7 separate regions of the Mus musculus genome follow, and all the other regions are linked to region 4. The links are chromatin contacts, called in public Hi-C, HiChIP or PLAC-seq and promoter capture Hi-C maps. All regions are on one chromosome and are shown on one strand. Each heading gives the region's core, a stretch centred on a gene start, on an enhancer-like site or on the middle of the called end of the contact. The rest is flanking DNA. Distances are from core to core; before and after follow the strand shown.

Region 1 (2,700 bases), core at 36-2,535, 600 kb after region 4:
CCCTAGCTGTCCTAGAACCCTCTGTAGACCATGCTGGCTTGGAACTCAAGAGATCCACCTGCTTCTGCCCCCACCCCTCAGTACTGGGATTAAAGGCGTACGCAGGCGCAGCTCAAAAAGACCCCCCCTTCCCTTTTGAGATAGGGTATCTCCATATTGCCCAGGGTTTCCTGGAAATATGTGGACCAGACTAGCCTCAAACTCACCAAGATCCTCCTGCCTCAGCTTCCTGAGTGCCGAGATTAAAGGTATGGGCTACCAAGCTTGGCAAGGGAACAAGAAAACTTCCCAAGTAATGTTTGTGGGTCACCTCATAAACAACAACACATTTTACACAGATTGACATATTTTATCTTGTAAATTGTAAAGTTTTAAGATTTCTGATCCTGAATTTACATTGAACCTATTCAAGGAACTTAATCAAATCAACTTTTCCAAACTAGAGAGGGCTCAGGCATTGGACCTCACTCACTACCTGGAGCTAAGCCTGGCATGGACCTTTAGGGATTAAGAGTGGTGGGCAGTGAGCAGGGTGTGGTGGCGCACGCCTTTGATCCCAGCACTTGGGAGGCAGAGGCAGGAGAATTTCTGAGTTCGAGGCCAGCCTGGTCTACAGAGTGAGTTCCAGGACAGCCAGGGCTACACGGAGAAACATTGTCTCGAAAAACCAAAAAAAAAAAGGTGGTGGGCAGAATCGGCCTCCCTTCCTGGTCTCCCAAGCCTGTCAAGACCCGGGTGGGTGCTTTTATTTTGTCAAGTGCTGCCCTCCTGTAGTTCCTCCAACCACTCTAGCCCAGGCTTCGTCCACCCCTTTTCAGGCTTGCAGAGGGGGAAAAAAGCCCAGGGAAGACCCCGCCCTTTCCCAGAGCTGTACGATGTGTTTAGAATATGGCTGATAACTAAGACAAATGTGCTTGCGAACTGGAAAAAAAACAACTTGGAATCCTGACAGCTTTCTGAAAATCCGGCCCCATGATGGCCGTCCCTACTCTTTCTTAGCTAGTCTTTCGTTTTAGTGCTCAAAAGTGGCCATGTGACCTTGACGGCAAACGCCATCTTCCTGCCAGGGGGCCCTGCGCGCGTCCGTAGCCTTGGCCGCCGCCAGCGCCCAAGCTTTTCGGATCTCAGCAGCTTTAGACCGCCTCCCAAGACCCCTTTTCCGGTCTGCGAGGCCTGAGAGACTCTCAGATCATTGGTGGAGAAAGTATGATTGACACCATCCCTGTCTAATGACTGGCTACCTCTTTTCCCGGCTCTGATGACTAGTTCCGCTTCCTTTCCCCGAGTCTTTTTGATGACTCATCCCTCTGTCTGCGCTGCGCAAAGTGGCCTTTCCCGGCCCCGCCCCTGCTGCCCGCCACCCTCCGCCCCCGCCAAAGAGAAGGAGCTTCGGGAATTTTATCTGAAGGCGCGCGCGCGCCCGCGCGCCCCCCTTCTCCGCCCCGCCCCCCGCCGCCGCCGCCAGCGTGCGCGCGTGCGTGTGTGTGTGCGTGTGCCTGTATGTGTGTGTGTGTGTGTGTGTGCCTATGTGTGTGTGTGTGCCTATGTGTGTGTGTGTGTGTGTGTGTACTTGAAGCTAAAACACTTATTTCCGCACAGGAAGGAGTCTCATTTCCATATAAGGAGCTTAACCCCTCACTGTCCTTTGAGGTTTCTGTCTTACTTGTTGGAGGCCGGGGAAGGAAAAATGATTGGGAGGGGGACTGCCTCGGCTTCCACTTCAGCCCCAGATCACAGGGGGCTGCCTTTGCTCCAGCTGCCAGCCACTCTGAGGGAGGAGCCTGGAAAGGTGGAGTTAGGTGGAGGCTTTCGGATCATTCTGTAGGTCTCTGGGGACATACGTGTCAATCATATAGGACAACCTTAACAAAGATTGTAATCCTAAAGAGGAATCCAGCCTTCGGTAGATAATGGAGAAAACAGAGAGCCCAGGCAGAGCGAAGAAGCTGCTGGATTCAGATGAAAGGATGGATGTCTACCTGAGCCAGGGGCCCTATGTCATCCATGCTCCTGCGTGCCCTTACAGCATGTTTTCCCCGACTGGGTTAAATGAAGCCAGAAGCTGTGTAAAGGGAGCTGGCTACACTTGTCTCCTTTAGGCTGCTTCCTGTAGTCTCGTTTTGCTTCTTCATGCTCAGACATCACTTCTCCGCCAAGTTTCTTATCCCACAGGTAAAGCTGCCTGAAAGTAGCAGTGTAGCCTAGGGTTTCATAGGCTCTGTGTGCAGTAAACACCCATAAGCCTGAGTATTGCATCAAAGAATGGAGATTTCCGAACCACATACACTGAGGTGTGGTGGTTAGGAGGGGGCTGAGTTTTTATCTTCCATCTCTAGTTCTCCCTGTAGAGGTCCCCTGGCTGAATCCCACCCACCGTTCATTTGCATTGTCCAGGCTCGACCCTCTACCTTCTGCATGGAATAGCCAAGGAACAGGAAAGAGGCAACATGTGTTTTGCCCATGCTGGGGTAAAGGGTCAGTGCAGACACAAATCCTCCTTGGCTTTTGTTTCCGATTTTGACCATTTCAAGAATCAGCACACGAATGGTGGAAATTTAGACTTTTCCCATTGCGCTGATAGGCTGTGTGATCCTCTGCCGGGATGCTGGGCTGTGGTATAATCCCCCTGGCAACTGGAATATTCTACTAGGAGACGTGTACCCTTGCCTAATGCTATCAACTGCTTCCAGTTTCTCCTCT
Region 2 (2,700 bases), core at 188-2,687, 800 kb after region 4:
AAAGAAAATGTCCCCATGTATATACTAAAGAGAGGTGATCAAATATAATCGCACGACTGAACTTGTTGGCAGAGACCTATAATTTCAGTTAGTTGGGAAGCAAAGAATGGAAAATTCAAGGCCTGGCCCAGGAAACTTAAGTGGGACTCTGCCTCAGAACAAACTAAACATGAACAAGCAAACAGGCACAAAAAATGCAAAGTAGGAACTCTGAACAGATCCTCGGTTTGGCCACAGTGAAGATGCTCCAATTCAAACAAGTCTGTGTGCCACCATGGTGATCTGAAACATGAAATATGTCCTCAGGATGGGGCTCCGGGGTTGGTGGCAGATATGTTACCTACAGAGGCACCTCACTGGTTCAATATGTCTATTTACACAAATATATAGAGTACTTAAAAAACTTTTTTTTAAAGATAGGGTTTCCCCTAGTAGCCTGGAGCTTAACTATGTATACTATGCTGGTCTTACAGAGACAATTCTTTTTTTTTTTTTTTTTTTTTTTTTTTTTTAGTTATTTCGAGACAGGGTTTCTCTGTGTAGCCCTGGCTGTCCTGGAACTCACTTTGTAGACCAGGCTGGACTCAAACTCAGAAATCCGCCTGTCTCTGCCTCCCGAGTGCTGGGATTAAAGGCGTGCGCCACCACTGCCCGGTTCAGAGACACTTCTACCTCAGGTTTCCATTCCTGGCAAAATAAGGTTATTTTTTAAGTACAGGGAATTGAATCTATGTTGGCCAGTGAGCTGTATCCCAGCCTTGTATATTTCTGTCTCTCTTTCACTTTCTCTCCCCTCTTCAACCCCCCCCCCCTTCTCCCACTCGGTTTCTTTCTTCTCTCCATGCTTTTACACATTTACACACATATATACATACATACACACACACATATATATGCATATATGTGTATGTATATATATATATATATATATACATATATATATATATATATATAGTGCTGGGAATCATATGTGCGCTTAAAAAAACTATGAAAATGTTTAATGTTTGTGAATCTTGAAGTTTCGGTTGCTCATTTTACTAAGCTTAACATTTTACCATGGGAAAATGTAAATTCAAAATAAGTAAGTAGCAGTCGTCCCCCTATCACAATTCATAGTAATGTTCCTTTGGGGAACGGCACAAACCGGAAAAGACGGCTCAAATCATTATTGTGTAGTGTGTACTGTAGCCGGTGACGCGCGGTTTCCAGAGGTCGTAGGTCACGCCGCCTCAGATCTACTTTCTTATTGGAGAAAAATCTGCCGCTCTTACCATAGCAACCAGAACGGACCCGCGCAGTTGATGGGCGGGACTGGTTTGTTTGACCAATCACCTTCCAGTTATCCAGCCTGATCTTGGGCGGACCAATCAAACACATCAAAGGAAGTAGCCATCCCGACATCAAAGGATCACGTAGGACGGCCCATCCTTCCCCCCTTTTTTTCAACTTCCGGTAGCCTCTGGTTGGGTCAGGGAGCGCTGCAAGTCACCCGTGTGCGACTGACGTATTTTTTCTTTCCCGCCCATGGGCCCGGGGTGGGCTGGGCTGCTGCAGGACAAGGGTGGCGGTAGCCCTTCCGTCGTCATGTCCGACACAGACAGCGACGAAGAGTCGGCTGGTGGAGGCCCATTTTCTCTAACTGGGTTCCTGTTCGGCAACATCAATGGAGCAGGGCAGTTGGAAGGCGAAAGCGTCTTGGATGACGTGAGTCGTGGGCCTGGGGCGGCGGGTGCTGTGGCTAGGGAGAACTGGAGACAGCGCGAGAGGGCTCAACTCGGAGGAAGGACGAAGAGGAAAAGTCTTAAGTGTCAGTCACTGATGCTGAGGTGTTGGCTTCGAAGGTAACATTCTCCTTGCCTGGTAGGAAAGATAATAGTTAACTCTAGTAAGGTTATCAGAACCGCCACTGTGGAAGGCCTTCTTAAAGACCCTTGGAACTCTGCTTTTTCTGGCTTTTGCTGATCCTAATGGCTCCAAAGCCAGGACTACGGATGGAACGTGTGTTGTTCGGAACTGATCTGTATGGAATTTAGCAGATTTCCTATATAGTTCTTGAATGTGATGTTTCTTTGAGCAGCACTTCATGAAATAATTTCTCAGATGGATTTGTGACTTTGTTATGAGCAAGGGAAATATACTTGTGTAGGACCTTCAGGTTTAGTTGTTATTTTCGACCCTCATGCTGTCCCCTTTTCAGGAGTGCAAGAAGCATCTTGCGGGCTTGGGGGCTTTGGGTCTTGGCAGCCTGATCACTGAACTCACAGCAAATGAAGAATTGTCCGGGAGTGATGGTGCCCTGGTAAATGATGAAGGTAAAGTGTGGGCCATGGGGAGGACAGTGTGGGTGGGGGGAGGAGATTAGCCTGTTGTACGCTTTTCAGTGGGGATTTTCTAAGGAAGTGATAATTACTTGCTTTCTCTTGAGACGTCTCCCTTTTTATCCATAGGATGGATTAGGAGTAGAGAGGATGCTGTGGACTATTCTGACATCAACGAGGTGGCAGAAGATGAAAGTAGAAGATACCAGCAGACAATGGGAAGCTTGCAACCCCTTTGCCACACAGGTGATTCTCTCTCCGCCCCCCCCCCCCCTTCTTGTTTTCTAGCAATGGGTCTTTCAACATAGCCCTGCCTGACCTGGAACTCATTATGCATGCAAGATTGTCCCAAACTCATAGAGATGCATTTGCCTCTGTTTCC
Region 3 (2,700 bases), core at 128-2,627, 570 kb after region 4:
CAATGCCTGTCATTGTGTCGTCTCATGTAGTCCCCACAAATACACCAAGCTAACTAGAGAACTTCTCTGAAGGGAACATTTCTAAATAGTTGCTGTCTGTGCGCATGAGATGGCATGTGATGTGACAGAAGTTCCGACTAGTTCTAGCAGGAAGAGAGACAAGCAGGATGCCACACCTGTTTCTCCCTGACCTGCTGGAACCCCATGTTTTCATACAACCCACCTTGGCAGTTTCCCAGAGTGACTGTTTCTCACTCTCAACCCAAAATTTCCTTCAGAGTCACTTTTGAAACAAGGGCTGGGCTGGTCTCACCATCTCTGTGGTCTGTTTGCCTTAGGCCCTCAATCCAAGGCTGCGCTGGGGGCCCCAGCTACTTTATGACAATTTCTGCTCAGCTAGGACTAGAAGAAGTCTACATTAGTCTGGTGGTTGGGTGATAACTGGAGGGTACCCCCAGGTTGGGTGATAACTGGAGTATACCCCCAATCTATAATTACACCCTATCACTGGGAGGTGTCAGTTATGCCCTTAAAAGCTTGAGTGCCAACTGATGAATATCCAAGTCATTTTTAAAAATATCTCTGAGCCCACAAAGCCCATCTACATACAGGACTTCCTCAAGTCGTGAGAAAGGAACGGGGCTCCCAGGTATGGTAAAGCCAGCACAACTGAAGCAGTTTTTTTCTTGACTTGCTCTATCCTGGAAGCAGCCCAAGGGGTAGAAGTTTGGCTAGGATAAGGGACGTTCAGCAGGGATTTAATGGTGTATGTGTGCTAGGTCAAGTGGATAGGTGTATTACATATAGAAACTAGATAAAAACATTAGCTATTGGGGTGGGGGTAGAAACCAGAATGGGGCGAGAACTGGTCTTTTGAGACTGAATCCAATCCACCTTGACAGAAGCAGCAGAAGTGAATGACATTGACCTCTGGGAGGTAACAGGATGAGGGAAAAGTGACCCCACTGGTGATTGCACCTTGGGTGGTGCTGGTGCTAAGGAGAGGTGATGCTTGCCAAATGAGGGCTTTGTGGCAAGAAACTGGATCTTCTCCATACAGTGCCTCAGTTTCTCCCTGTATCAAGGTCTCAAGCTTTGCCGATAAAGTTTGGATTTGTTTTCCTGGAAAATCACCTACCTGTCTGATAGCTTGGAATGTGAGGGTGGGGGACAGGAGCAGAGCTTGCCTGACGTGGTGGGTGTGTGTGTGTGTGTGTGTGTGTGTGTGTGTGTGTGTGTGTGTGTGTGTGTGGTGGGGGGATTGGGCCATGCCCCAGGACTTGAGCCATCACTGGCACAAAAGGAGTTAATGCCAGGGACCGCGCCCCCCCCACCCCGTGTCCGGGCACGCGCAGCGCGCCCCCTTGGTGCGCGGGCACAGCAGCCAGGCTGCCGGAGAGCTGATCTCGGAGATTCGGGTGCGGAGCCCTTGGCCTGGAGGCGATATGGGTGGTCCGTGGCCTGGTTCAATCGTTTGCAGCCGCCTAGGGAACAGGTGAGGCCGCCTGCTTCGGTCTCTCATCCTCTAGCTGCCCATACCTTTCCCAATCCTGTCCCCTCCCAATCCCGGGTCCCTCCACCTCCCCGGCCAGTGGCTCCCATCCTTCTCAACCCCGTGTTCTCCATAGGTACCCCTGACCTCCCGGCCCTCCCTCACTTTGCTTCTCTCCTCTACCTCCTCCCTAAATCCTGCATCCCTATCATCCTTCCGCCCATGGTTTCTCTATTTCTATCATCCAGCCTGCATGCTCACCAAAAAATACCCCTAACCAGAGCCCCCAGCCCCATTCAAGGATTGCACATTGCCAATACCCTCTCTCCTGCAGTGCACCCCCACACCCCTTCCATCATAGCATCTTACAGCCAGGTTCCCTCCCCCACTCTCTGCAGCCCCCCCACCCAATGGAGGCCTTTATTCTAGCCTCCCCATTCTAAGGCAATTTCATCCTCTAATATCGTTCCAAACCCACATAGCCCCCAATACTGCAGTTCTCAACACTGATCCATTCCAGCACAATGCCCCTTGCCCAAGACTGCTCCAGCCCCCAAAGTCCCCTTAGATGCCATTCTCATCCCAGCATTGCTGCCTCCCTTGTCTTCTCCCAAATTGCAAGTTGGACCAGAATGGAGATCTTGGCCTTGGGAACTAACTCACAGTGGGTCCTAGGGTACAGAGGGCATTTGGGGGTCGGTTGGTTTGTCTAGGTGTTCACCAGAGGGAGGGGCTGCAGCGAATTGACTCAACAGGGGAATTTGGCATTTGGCGCGGAAGGGTTACGGGAGAGGAAGGCCTCTAGAAAGGGTTAATGGAATTTGTGAGGTGGGGGCAGCATCGAGGGGGTTAATGGGGGGGTGCTGGCGGGGAAGCTGTGTGAATGAGCGGTCTGTGCCCCAGAGTTGCCATGGAGACGGTGAATGGGGGGATTGTGTGAACTCAGCTGCGGACTAACCCCCCCCCCATATACACACCCACCCACTCCCTCCTGCCCCACCTCCCTACTCCTACCCCTTCTTTCCCCTTCCCCTTCCCCTCCACCTCTCCACCCGGGTGCATTCTGGGCAGTGTCTGGGATCTCCCCACCCCATACTTTGCTCCCCATTTCCTCTAAGCCCCCATCCCTTTAGTCACTTTACCCGCCTGCCTGCTTTCCTCCCCATCTTTCTCTGTCTCTTGTCTCTCCCTCCTTCTCTGTCTCTGTC
Region 4 (2,700 bases), core at 26-2,525:
ATATAGAGTTACAATGTCAGTGAATATTAGAGCTGGGAACAGAAGCCAGTTACATTTACCATATAGTTCTTTCTAGTGCCCTGCAATCCTACTAATGCTTTTCCGTTTACAGAACAAAACTACTGCCCCCTTGCTTTCTCCCTTAAAAAGGAAGTGGGGGGGGGGGGACAAGGATTATTCCTTACCTTATGCCAGATTTCTTGTCTCCAGTTAGAAGCCAGAAGGGGGGCCAGCCATGCAGTACCTCATACAGGCTATATTTGAAACCTTTTGGGAGTTTGCAAGCCTTGAGGCTCATCCATGCATATCGAATGCTGTCCCCACCCCACCACCCCCAAAAGGCTCTCAAACCATCCCCACGTACAAGAAAACAAGACTCTAGAATCCACCACAACCCAAGCAAAGGAAATTGAAAAACAACCTGCCAAGAATGACTCCCAGTGGAGGACTAGGTGACCCGCTGGCCCTCCCTGGCTTCCTGCCAGCAAGCAGCCTTGCTCCTCTTTGCATTTTAATTCTGAGAGAGTTAGAGAATCTCTGTCATTGCCAAATAGAGCCTCTGGATACAATGGGAAAGCTGAGAGGGAGGGAACCAGCTCCTGGCAGAAGAGAGCCAGTCTCCCTCACTGGATAAAATTGAGTGTGTGGAGGGGGAGGGGAAGCCAGCTTATCTGTAAGGAGTCATCCTTTCCCACCCTCCATAGTGCTCACACACAGACCCCAAGTCACTTCATCAGCCCCAATCCAAGAGCTGTCCATCAACACAGCTCCCATGCAATCCTGTACTTTTTATACTAAGCTGACCACAGCTTGCTAGGCCACCTGCTTCTTTTGTACATGTTCATCTTCCAAAAGCCTGGTACCCTAATACACTATACACTCCTGAAGCCATTCAGTGCTTGATAAACAAGACAGCGAGCCTGATATCCTGAATGAGCACCTGATGGGTGGTGCGGTGAGGGCTATTGAATACATCCACAGGGACTCCTGGTCCAGAAATGGGGCATCTTACTGCCTAGAGTTCATAAAGTCACTTCAATAGCATCACATCGATGGAACTTGCAGAAGTATAAATAGCCCAAGAGGAAAGGGAAGCTAATGATTGGAAGTTGTACTCCTAGGAAGCTTGAGGTTAGACTTCCTTATCCACTCAAGAGTTTCTAGGGGACTGGCAGGGCCCCTTCTCCTCGCTGCCAAGTTGCAAAATTGTGTGGTCACCTCCCCCAGCTTCCCTCCCTCCTATGCCCTCAGTCCTGGCCTCCTAGAGCCAGGACAAAGCCCTCAGGCAGTGACTGGGAGGGGAACAGGAGGAGGGACAGAGGGATGGGGAAGGCTGCACAAAGGAATTCCTCACACCAAGCCCCCTGACTGCCAGCTCCAGAGAGTAAAGAAGCCGACCTCCTCTCCAGCTAGCTCACTCGCTCATCTTCCCACCATGACTGTGCTCGAGCCATAGCGCCTCTCCCGGCCTTCCAAGAGGACCCACACTTCTTCCTGTAGGTGGCAACAGTGACACCTGTTTGACCAGTGAGGCTGAGCCAGGGACTGCAAGAGGGAGGAGGCAGACAACTCGGAGAGGAGCTGGGAGGCAGAGCTGCGGGCTTGCTTGCTCACTGTGTAAAAGGTGTGAGGGCTCGGGAAGGCTGGGGGCTACCGCTGGGGAGCCGGGAAGCAAAGAGCGGCTCAAGCCGGGAGGGATGGAGCCCAGGGGGCTATGCAGCACCCCTGTCAGATTCCCTGCTCCGGGTCTTTCAGACTGGCCAGATCCTGATTCCATCTTCCAGGCAACTCTTGAGGGAGGTAGGACTCTGGAAATCTGGGGTGCCCGGGTATGACCCTAGACGAAGCAAGGGATGTGGATTGGTGCTCAGGGCAGGATACTGTAGCCCAGTTCCGGGATGGGGAGAAGCAGGGGCCTCTCTTTGGGTTGACCAGTCAGTATAGTGGGAAGGGACCCAGCTCCCACCCCTCCACTACCTAGACGGGACCCTCCTTTCCTAAGGAGAATTTATTAAGGGGGCATCTTTAAGAGCAGACACACCTTGCGTTCTTGCAAGAGCTCTCACACAGAGTGAAAAAGCGACACCGTTCCTTTGTACAGGACAGTTAGATGAGAGAGAGAGAGAGAGAGAGAGAGAGAGAGAGAGAGAGAGAGAAGAGAGAGAGAGAGCAGAGAGGAGAGAAAGAGGGAGAGCATAGAGGGAGAGAGGGAGAGAGAGAGCAGAGAGGAGAGAAAGAGGGAGAGCAGAGAGGGAGAGAGAGAGAGAGAGAGAGGAGAGAGAGCAGAGAAAGAGAGAGAGAGAGATTATCCAGAGGCTCCTTTACATAGTCATTTTGAAACCCATTTTACTGGGAGCCACAAGTCCACTAGTGCACACACATGTTCATCTGCTGATACATGACCCACAGTCACACCCTGCTTATTGCTTACGTTGGTAGTTCAGTAGTAGACTTCTCACCTGCTGCAAACTGCACACCCTCTCAAGTAGAATCACACTCACAAGCCCAGTCTGGTTTGTAGATCTGCTTAGTCTCAGCCGTACTGAGAACCACAAGGCACAGGAATACCCTGCTCCAGAACAATTCCCCTGCCGCCGCCACCACCCCCCCCCCCCGCTACAGACACGCACAAGCAGACACGCACACATGCACCTTTGCCCTGTGTGCTTAATGTACTTTAAGGATAGCTCAGAGGGTGGG
Region 5 (2,700 bases), core at 193-2,692, 540 kb after region 4:
TCTGTGAAGATTCCTGTTTCTTCCTCCTCCTGCTCCTCCTCCCTTTTCCTTTTGATCCGGCCTGGAAGCTTTAGGAGGCAGATGGCTCACTGAGCTTTCTGTGAGTTCTAGGCCAGCGTGGGCTATATGGAAAGTTTTAGGCCACCTGCGATTACATGATGAGATGACCTTGTCTCAGAAAAGAGGTGTGTGTATGTGTGTGTGTGTGTCTATGTAATTTGGGCTGGAAGTAACTTGTTATCCTTTTGCCAATCTCCCGAGCTGTGGGAATTACAGGTGTGTGACACACATAATGTAAGTGTCAATGGATTTCTTTTTGAGACAGGGTATGTGTCAGTCACTGTTGCTCTGGATGACCTGCTTGCCCCACCACATCTGACTCTGATGACACGTTGGCATTTTTTTTTTTTTTTGGTTTGTTTTTTTCCTTCCAGAGCTGAGGACGGGTACCCAGGGTCTTGTATTTGCTAGGCAAGTGCTCTACCATTGAGGTAAATCCCCAAACCCTGTGGTTTTTTTTCTTTTGAGACAAGGGCGCTATGTAATTCTGGCTGTTCTGGAGCTCAGTGTGTAGACCAGGCTGGCCTTGAACTCAGATACTCCTGCTCCTGCCTCTCTAGTTGCTAGGACTAAAGGTGTTTGCCATCAATCTGGCTACTTTTTGTTTGTTTCTTTGGTTTTGTTGTTGTTGTTGTTGAGACAGGGTTACACAGTTCATACATGGACTTGGCTGTTCTGGAAGTCATTGTGTAAACCAGGCTGGCCTTGAATTCACAGAGATCTGCTTTCTTCTGCTGGGACTAAAGGTGTGCACCGCCAGGTTAAGGGTTAACAACAACAACAAAGGGTTAGGGGGTTGTGGTGCAGAGGGCCTGTAACCACCTGGAGAGATTATAAGCACTTCAGTTTTACAGTTGCTTTCTTTTTGTGTAAGGCAAGCACTTCACAGAGATCCGTCTGTCTCTGCCTCTGCAGGGGTTAAAGGCCTGCGCCTGGCTAGACCGGATCTTTTGTATCAGATCAGAGGTGCTTTCTTAAAACAATAGTAGTTTCTAATCTTTACAACTGTCCTTTGAAGGAAGTTTAGCATGCCCATTATCCAGATGTGAGAACCAAGAAACGAAGTGATCAGTAAAAGACGCAGTTATTAACTAAACTAAAAATTCCCGAGCACTTATTTTAGGCCAAGAACTGAGCGAGGCCACGGGAAGCCAGTTCCAGCGAGAGAGCTCAGCGCCGCGGCTGCCTTCCCTATTCCAGGTCTGCGCCTCCAGCCCCGGCCACGCCGGTGGATTTCTAGTGTGTGAAATTGACTTTCCCTCCTAGGGCCCAAAGCTCCCGGGCTGTGGGGCTCCGCCCCGCGCCGGCGAGGCCCCACCCACTCTGCAGTCAGTATTGTCCGACGGTACCCAGCGTCCCTCGGCAGTTTCCGGCAGTAATCGAGAGTTTCTAACGTGCCCCGCCTCCGCCACCCCCCTTCTCTCGGCCTCGGTCCTCTCTACCGCCGCCCGGCTCGCTGTCCCCGTGCTCCCTCCCGTCCTCGGCCCTCCGCCCCTTCCCTCCCCACCTCGCCTGGCCCTGCAGGCGCCTCAGGCGGTACGGGCTGGGCAAGATGGCGGCTTTCGGGATCTTGAGCTATGAACACCGACCCCTGAAGCGGCTGCGGCTGGGGCCTCCCGATGTGTACCCTCAAGATCCCAAACAGAAGGAGGTGCGTTCACAATTCCCGGTTCCCGCGGGGTCCGGGCAGGTGTTTCGTGAGGGAAGAGACACTGACAGTTGAGGGCAAGGGGGGATGAGGTTAGGTGAGAGAAAAAGTCCCAACAGGGGGAAGAGTAGAGTGGACTGGTGCCCTGCTGGAGAGTAGGGTCTGCCAGCAGTTCCGGTTGAGGAGCTCGTGGGTTCAGGAGCCATGCCAGAGGTGCCCCCCTCCACACTCACTCGGGCGCTCACACACAAACCTCAGAAAGTTGTTAGGGCCAGCTTGGTGAGGTGCCGGTAAGGGAAGAGTGATGTTGAGGTCGCTCTGGGGGATGTGGGAGTCTCATTGACTGTGGGGGTGAGGGTGGGGTCCAAATGAACATAAGGGCTGGGCTTTAAATAACAACCTCTTCTAGTCAGAATCCTCCTCCTCCTCCTCCTCCTCCTCCTCCCTGGCTCCCTTGTTACCTTTTCCTCTGCCCTCTCTTACAACCTCTTCTATAAGGTGAATGAGGGTGAGCTAAAAATGCTGTTTTTCTGCCTCAGGATGAACTGACGGCTTTGAATGTAAAACAAGGTTTCAATAACCAGCCTGCTGTCTCTGGGGACGAACATGGCAGTGCCAAGAACGTCAACTTCAATCCTGCCAAGGTGAGACAACCCTGCCAGGCTGAAGGAAAAGGCTGGAAGAATCTGAGGAGCAAAAGCTCCGGGTTGGGCAAACTGAAAGGGACAACCTAGGTGGCAGAGTTTATAACTCAGTGCTAGCACATTGGCATTTTCACAGTCTTCCTACCCTGAGGTCTACTTTTCCCCCTTTAGATCAGTTCCAACTTCAGCAGCATCATCGCAGAGAAGTTAAGGTGTAATACTCTCTCTGACACTGGTCGCAGGAAGTCCCTAATGAACCAGAAGGACAACTTCTGGCTGGTGACTGCAAGATCTCAGAGTGCTATTAACACCTGGTTCACTGACCTGGCTGGCACCAAACCACTCACA
Region 6 (2,700 bases), core at 158-2,657, 910 kb before region 4:
AGTGCTAACAGTCCCTACCCATCTCATTTAGCCCTTGGCATTCCCTCATGCTGTCAAGAAGAAAACATAGAACAGATTCTTTCAGGGCACAAAGCCTGGTCAGTTTAGAAGTGTTACTTGAACCTACATCCTCTACCCATGAATTCCATTAGCCAGTATATAATTCTCATTTCCGTATTCGGAGAACTGTAGTTTCCTTTAAGACAGGCCTGTGTCTTCTACTCCTTCATCTTTCTAAGGCCTTCCTGACACTGTAGAGAGGTCTAGGGTCAGACTCCCTGGGTTTCTGTCAGGATGCACCGGTTATCTGAGACGGTTTAAAGACACTAAATTTCAGCTTCCTCGCATGCAAATGAAGACAACGCTAACATCTATCTCATAAGGTTGATGAGATCAGAAGACTAAAGCAAATTAAAGTGCCAAGTGCAGTATCTAGCAAGTTCTATGTGTGTTCAATAAAGGTTCTTTTTCCATTGTTATGATTAGTAACAAATCCCTGGGAGAGTAGTTTGTTCAAAACTATTACGGAAGAGTTGCAGCGGAAAAAGGGAATGCAAAAAGGAAGTATACCACAGGAGCAATCTGAGATGTTTGTGGAGTCCAAACAAGGTTAGTAGCGCGGCAGGACATTTGTATGTCCGAGTTCCTAGAGCCATGTGACTCTAAGAGCCAGGAGCGCATGGTTCCACCCGGCACAGCTTCCCTAACTCTGGCGCTCAGCTATTCTCAGCAGCCTGTAGGGGGAGCCAGGAAGCTAGGACGGGTTTTGGGGGGAGGCTGCTGGAAATCTTCCTAAGGGCAAAAACGACACCCCACCACTACTACCGGTCTTAGTGCACTGCCTTGCCTCCCTCAGGACGCACTCAGAGCTCAGTCCCCTTCTACAGCTAAACTGGGAGCTGTCCTTCAGCACCAGGGGCAGTCTTGGCCTCAGGCAGGACAGTGAGAGCGTTAGCGGAGTTAGGGACTCTGGACCGGTCCTATCCGCAACCGGCTTTAGTGTCCCCTAGTCCTGAGGACGAGGGCGAGGCTACCCAGAGAGGTAGCAAGAACCTAAGGAGATGCCCCCTGCTTCTTAGAATCACCCTCAGAAGTCCCTTAGCCCTCGGGGGGGAGCGAGGGGCGGTCCTGGGAAGGGAGGCGAGCGGTCGCTTGGTGGGGGAGGGGGAGCGCCAGGCCTGGGACTCTGCGTGTGGCGTGTGCACACGGGGAGCGGTCGGGTGAACGGAGGCGCCGAAGTGAATGGAGTTGGGGGTGGACTGGAAACATCCCCAAACAGCACAGGCTGCGGCCGGCGGGGGCTGGGGTTGGGGAGGGGGGAGTCCTGAGGCGCAGGCGCAGTCGGGGCCCCAGTCCCGCTCCCTCCTCCTCCCGGTGCCTCTTTCTCCGCCCTGCTCCCCCCCAAACACACTCGCACACGGGCTCTCAAGGTGTTCTCCGCACAGCGGAAGATGGCGACAGACTGAGGGGGCATGGCCAGCGGGAGCCACGGGGCCATGCCTTTGGGCGGCCGCCACAGCGGGGCGAAGCAGAGGCGGAAGCGAGAGGCGCACTAAGTAAAGCCGGGCGTCCGCGTCCGGCGTCTGTGGCGCTGCGGGGAGCCAGGTGGCCCGCCCGAGCCGGAACTCCGGGAGCCGCGGGTGCGGAGCCAGAGCGGAGCCGGCCCGGGACCGGCCCCAGCGGACTGCCAGAGCGCGAGGGAAGCCCGAAGGGCCGGCGGCGGACCGGCCGGCCGGCCTAGGAGGGCACGAGCGAGGCGGGGAGCTGCACGGAGCGGGCAGCGGGCAGCGGGCAGACGGGCGGGAGAGGAGCGGCGCGGGCGAGGGGAGCGGAGTGGAGCGCGGCGGGGCCCGCACGGCGGCGCTGAGGGGCGCAGAGCCGCGCCGAGCCGAGACGGACGGCCAGAGCAGAGTGCGAGCCAGGGGGCCGGGGGCGCGGAGTGAAGTGGCGCGGAGCCCGGGGTAGCGGAGGGGCCCGACACCATGAGGAGTGCGGCGCCGCCGCCGCAGCCGCCACCGCCCCAGTGCCCCGCACCGCCCCCCGCCGGGACGCCGGGCTGCGCCTAGCGGGCCGGGCGGCGGCGCCCCGGCTGCCAGCAGGGGAGCGCGGGAGGGGCGCGGGGACGGCCCGAGAGCGCCCCGCCACAACGGCCTGAGCGGGGCCCCGGGCCGGCCGGCCTGCCTAGCCATGCGGCCCCCGAGGTAAAGCCTGGACGGCGCTGAGGAGCGCGGTGCGGTGCGCAGCCCGCCCTCCCGAGACGGCCGTCCGGCCTCGCGCCTGCCTACTCCCTCCAGCCCGGACCCCCCTGAAATATGTTCAGGGGCGCTTGGATGTGGCCCGGGAAAGACGCCGCCGCGCTGACTATCTGCTGCTGCTGCTGCTGCTGGGCTCCCAGGCAGAGCGACAAACCTTGCGCCGATTCGGAGCGGGCGCAGCGATGGCGACTGTCCCTGGCGTCCCTGCTCTTCTTCACCGTGCTGCTCGCTGACCATCTGTGGCTGTGCGCGGGGGCCCGGCCCCGGGCCAGGGAGCTGAGCAGCGCCATGCGGCCGCCCTGGGGGGCCGGCCGCGAGCGGCAGCCGGTACCTCCTCGCGCGGTGCTGCCGCCGCCGCCGCCGTCGCCTGGCGAGCCCAGCGCGTCCTCGGGCACCTGCGGCCCGCGATACAGCAACCTGACCAAAGCCGCCCCTGCAGCCGGCT
Region 7 (2,700 bases), core at 112-2,611, 650 kb after region 4:
GGAATTCTAGCTCTCCCTTCCTTCCTCCACCCATCTTTTCCCTTCTATGCTCAAACCTTGCCTCCTCTAAGAAACTTTCCCTGACTATACCTTCCTCCTCCTCCTTCTCCTCCTCTTCCTTCTTCTTGTCTTTTGAGACAGGGTTTCTCTGTGTAGCCCTGGCTGTCCTGGATGAATGGAACTCACTTTGTAGGCCAGGTAGCCTGCCTCTGCTTCACGAATGCTGGGACTAAAGATACGGGCCACCACACCTGATCCTATAACAGTTTCTTCTCTTCCCCTTTGAACTCCTTCACAGTCTGAAGCAGATTCATGTGCCTGAATACACAAAGCAATCACTTTTGTTCTGGCTGTGTATTCTCAAAAGATTGTTCAATTCCGTTAGTTTGTTGATGTGCGGAGTGTTGGACATTCAACCCAAGGCTAAATACTTATACACTAAGCCACACCTCCAGACCAATAAACTCTTTTAAGAGTCAGCATGTTCTTTCTTCCTCTGTCCCCCTGACCCCAGCACGGAGCTCTATGCTGGCTTCCCAGTAAGTATCCAGTAAAGGCTTATCTGCTGACTTATCTGGCATAACTCAGACTTGGCCGAGGGAATCTGAGGCCCTGGCTCGGTTTGTGGCAGTGAGATCAAGGAGATGGCAGTAGACCCGCTCTGCTGGCTTCACTTGTTTCTTCAGTGGTCCAGGTTGCAAAATGAGCAGGGTCCTCAGGTGAGCCTTCAGTGTGGAGACCTTGAAACTAGATGGATCCTTCAGTTAATGGTTGACATTCTGTTTACCTAAATGATTGCCAAGAGTTCCTGCTTATATCTGACAGATCAACTGCCTTAGCCCTAAGAGTAGAAGATAATTTCTAAGAAGGTTTTATGATTCTGGGATACAACTAGAATTACTGCAGTCTATCTCCAGCGATTAAGTACAAGGAGAGTAAGCAAATGATAGCCTGGTATTGCTCTGTAGCTAGGGAACAAGACCATCTCCCACTTTGACCTCAGGTGTTTTTGTCCTCTCAATTGTCCCTAGTTTTTAGAGGCTGGGATCTAGAGAAGATAGCATGCAGCATGGGACTCCTCTGTGCTGCTTGCCCACAAAGTGGGTCTACTGAAGGCCAAGAGTTGGGCATAGCTGGAATGTATTAAGCAGCCAGGTCTAGTTCAGTACCCCACATAGGCCCAGCATGGCATTTTAGTGACAAATGATGCTTCTTTTCCTCTGGGACAGGGCAAGAACTCCAGATCCAAATCCATTGGGACCTCAGGGATCAATCTTGTTTAATGATTGTGTGTGGAACGGGGGGTGGGGCTGGTTAATGTTTCTCTGCTTCCTCTTGGGCTGTGGGCCATGTCAAGCTCCGGTCCTGGGCTTGTTGTCCCTCCCCTGGGTTGGGCTTTGACAGTACCTAGTGGCACTGAGCAGACACGCCTGCATACATTCCCTGGGAAAAGGCAGTTGCAACCAGGTGTGGCAGTGCCAGGGAGGTGAGGAGTTTGGGAGCTGAGGGAGGGGGCTGTGGTGCGCTGCTATGGTGCTGAAAAGAGGCCTGGGTCTTCCCTTGACTTCAGCATTCAGCCATTTAGGGCTTTTCTGTGCTTCCCTCTGATGTCCACCTGCCAGGTGACCTGCCTGCTTGGATTCTCTCTTCAGCCTCCAACTCTCACCTTCTTTCAGACTCCAAGTTCCTTCTCTTCTCGTTCTTTTTCCTCAGCCAAAGATTCTTCTCATGTCCATGGGGGTCAGACTCCCAGGAAGGCAGACTTGAAGAACTCTCAACATAAGGTGACTAAGGTTGCCTTCCTGAGATACTTTTTGGCATGTGGGGGTGGGGTGGGGAGGGTTCCATGAAACTGTCAAGACAATGCCAGATGCTGCTTTCTTTTCTTGATTATAAGGTAAAGCAGGCATGTACCCAAGAGGATGGGGGAACATGCCTTTCCATTTGCTTGAGGGGAGCAGGCAGGCTCAAGATGAACTTAGGGTAACTGATGGTTAGAAGATGTATTGGAAAGATGGCTCCCAGCTGTTAAAAAGTCATTCCAGCCGGGTGTGGTGGCTCATGCTTTTAATCCCAGCACCGGGGAGGCAGAGGCAGGCAGATTTCTGAGTTCGAGGCCAGCCTGGTCTACAAAGTGAGTTCCAGGACAGCCAGGGCTACACAGAGAAATTCTGTCTAAAAAAAAACAAAACAACAACAACAACAAAAGTCATTCCAGCTGTCAAGAGTGGCATAACAGAACCCACAGACTTAGAATATTAGAGGAGGAAAGGAGAATATACACAAAAGGGTTTGTTTTATTTCTTTATTTTATTATTTATTTGAGACAGGGTCTCATTATGTAGCCTTAACTGTCCTGGAACTTGCTATAAAAACCAGGCTGGCTTCAAGTCAGAGATCCTCTTACCTCTATCTCCTGAATGAGACAGGGGATTAAAAGAATGTACAAACTAGCCCAACCACAAAAGAAGTTTTATTTTATTTTATTTTATTTTATTTTATTTTATTTTGAGTTATGAGATAGGGTTTCTCTGTGTAGATTTCGCTGCTCTGGAACTCTGTAGACCAGGCTGGCCTCGAATTCACAGAGCTCCACCTGCCTCTGCCTCGCAAGTGCTGGGATCCCACTGCCTGGCTACAAAGACGTTTTAATGGGCAGAAACCATTGGTAAGGAACCAATATGCTTTGCAATCTGAGTT

What was found. Promoter capture Hi-C pulls out the DNA fragments that hold promoters and counts their contacts. A called contact is a pair of places that touch in the nucleus more often than the background predicts. HiChIP or PLAC-seq counts read pairs in DNA pulled down with a chosen protein or histone mark.
Region 1: a Hi-C map of cerebellum shows a contact between it and region 4, with 2.2 times the contacts expected there. The contact joins the enhancer-like site here to the promoter of Gdpd2 in region 4. A contact is called at or near these places in 1 of 39 promoter capture datasets (cranial neural crest), 2 of 484 Hi-C or Micro-C datasets (cerebellum and myocytes) and 6 of 115 datasets of contacts at active chromatin or transcription factors (the NIH/3T3 cell line, astrocytes, cardiomyocytes and 3 more).
Region 2: a contact with region 4 is called in an H3K4me3 HiChIP or PLAC-seq map of pro-B cells, with 6 times the contacts expected there. The contact joins the promoter of Taf1 here to the promoter of Gdpd2 in region 4. A contact is called at or near these places in 2 of 39 promoter capture datasets (the C10 cell line and cranial neural crest) and 2 of 115 datasets of contacts at active chromatin or transcription factors (astrocytes and pro-B cells).
Region 3: a promoter capture Hi-C map of embryonic stem cells shows a contact between it and region 4, with 2.3 times the contacts expected there. The contact joins the promoter of Nlgn3 here to the promoter of Gdpd2 in region 4. A contact is called at or near these places in 4 of 39 promoter capture datasets (the 3T3-L1 cell line, the C10 cell line, cranial neural crest and 1 more).
Region 5: a promoter capture Hi-C map of cranial neural crest shows a contact between it and region 4. The contact joins the promoter of Med12 here to the promoter of Gdpd2 in region 4. A contact is called at or near these places in 1 of 39 promoter capture datasets (cranial neural crest) and 1 of 115 datasets of contacts at active chromatin or transcription factors (embryonic stem cells).
Region 6: a promoter capture Hi-C map of embryonic stem cells shows a contact between it and region 4, with 4 times the contacts expected there. The contact joins the promoter of Tmem28 here to the promoter of Gdpd2 in region 4. A contact is called at or near these places in 4 of 39 promoter capture datasets (embryonic stem cells, hippocampal neurons, liver and 1 more) and 1 of 9 other capture datasets (liver).
Region 7: a promoter capture Hi-C map of the C10 cell line shows a contact between it and region 4, with 4 times the contacts expected there. The contact joins the promoter of Gjb1 here to the promoter of Gdpd2 in region 4. A contact is called at or near these places in 3 of 39 promoter capture datasets (the C10 cell line, cranial neural crest and pre-B cells).

Annotation. Positions count from the first base shown.
Region 1 is chrX:101,331,401-101,334,100 of GRCm38.p6, forward strand. No RefSeq gene overlaps it. Among named protein-coding and RNA genes, the nearest start is that of Gm31385, 5.3 kb to the right of the region's middle. Within about 2 kb of position 1,286, at least 396 of the 459 cell types and tissues checked have an H3K27ac peak or open chromatin away from gene starts, as enhancers often do. A contact at or near this core is called in cerebellum, embryonic stem cells, microglia and 1 more, where this site is marked.
Region 2 is chrX:101,531,298-101,533,997 of GRCm38.p6, forward strand. It overlaps Taf1 (TATA-box binding protein associated factor 1), which reads left to right and starts at 1,438. Exons shown (of 39, transcript NM_001290729.1): 1 at 1,438-1,704; 2 at 2,198-2,312; 3 at 2,448-2,564. The coding sequence starts at 1,525.
Region 3 is chrX:101,297,802-101,300,501 of GRCm38.p6, forward strand. It overlaps Nlgn3 (neuroligin 3), which reads left to right and starts at 1,378. Exons shown (of 7, transcript NM_172932.4): 1 at 1,378-1,495. It overlaps Med12 (mediator complex subunit 12), which reads left to right. Exons shown (of 45, transcript NM_021521.2): 45 at 1-1,133.
Region 4 is chrX:100,728,572-100,731,271 of GRCm38.p6, forward strand. Gdpd2 (glycerophosphodiester phosphodiesterase domain containing 2) reads left to right here and starts at 1,276. Exons shown (of 16, transcript NM_023608.4): 1 at 1,276-1,624. It overlaps Gm52438 (a long non-coding RNA gene), which reads right to left and starts at 597. Exons shown (of 3, transcript XR_003953096.1): 1 at 186-597.
Region 5 is chrX:101,272,649-101,275,348 of GRCm38.p6, forward strand. Med12 (mediator complex subunit 12) reads left to right here and starts at 1,443. Exons shown (of 45, transcript NM_021521.2): 1 at 1,443-1,711; 2 at 2,248-2,352; 3 at 2,524-2,700. The coding sequence starts at 1,613.
Region 6 is chrX:99,818,757-99,821,456 of GRCm38.p6, forward strand. Tmem28 (transmembrane protein 28) reads left to right here and starts at 1,408. Exons shown (of 3, transcript NM_001081283.2): 1 at 1,408-2,700. The coding sequence starts at 2,313.
Region 7 is chrX:101,375,874-101,378,573 of GRCm38.p6, forward strand. Gjb1 (gap junction protein, beta 1) reads left to right here and starts at 1,362. Exons shown (of 2, transcript NM_008124.3): 1 at 1,362-1,486.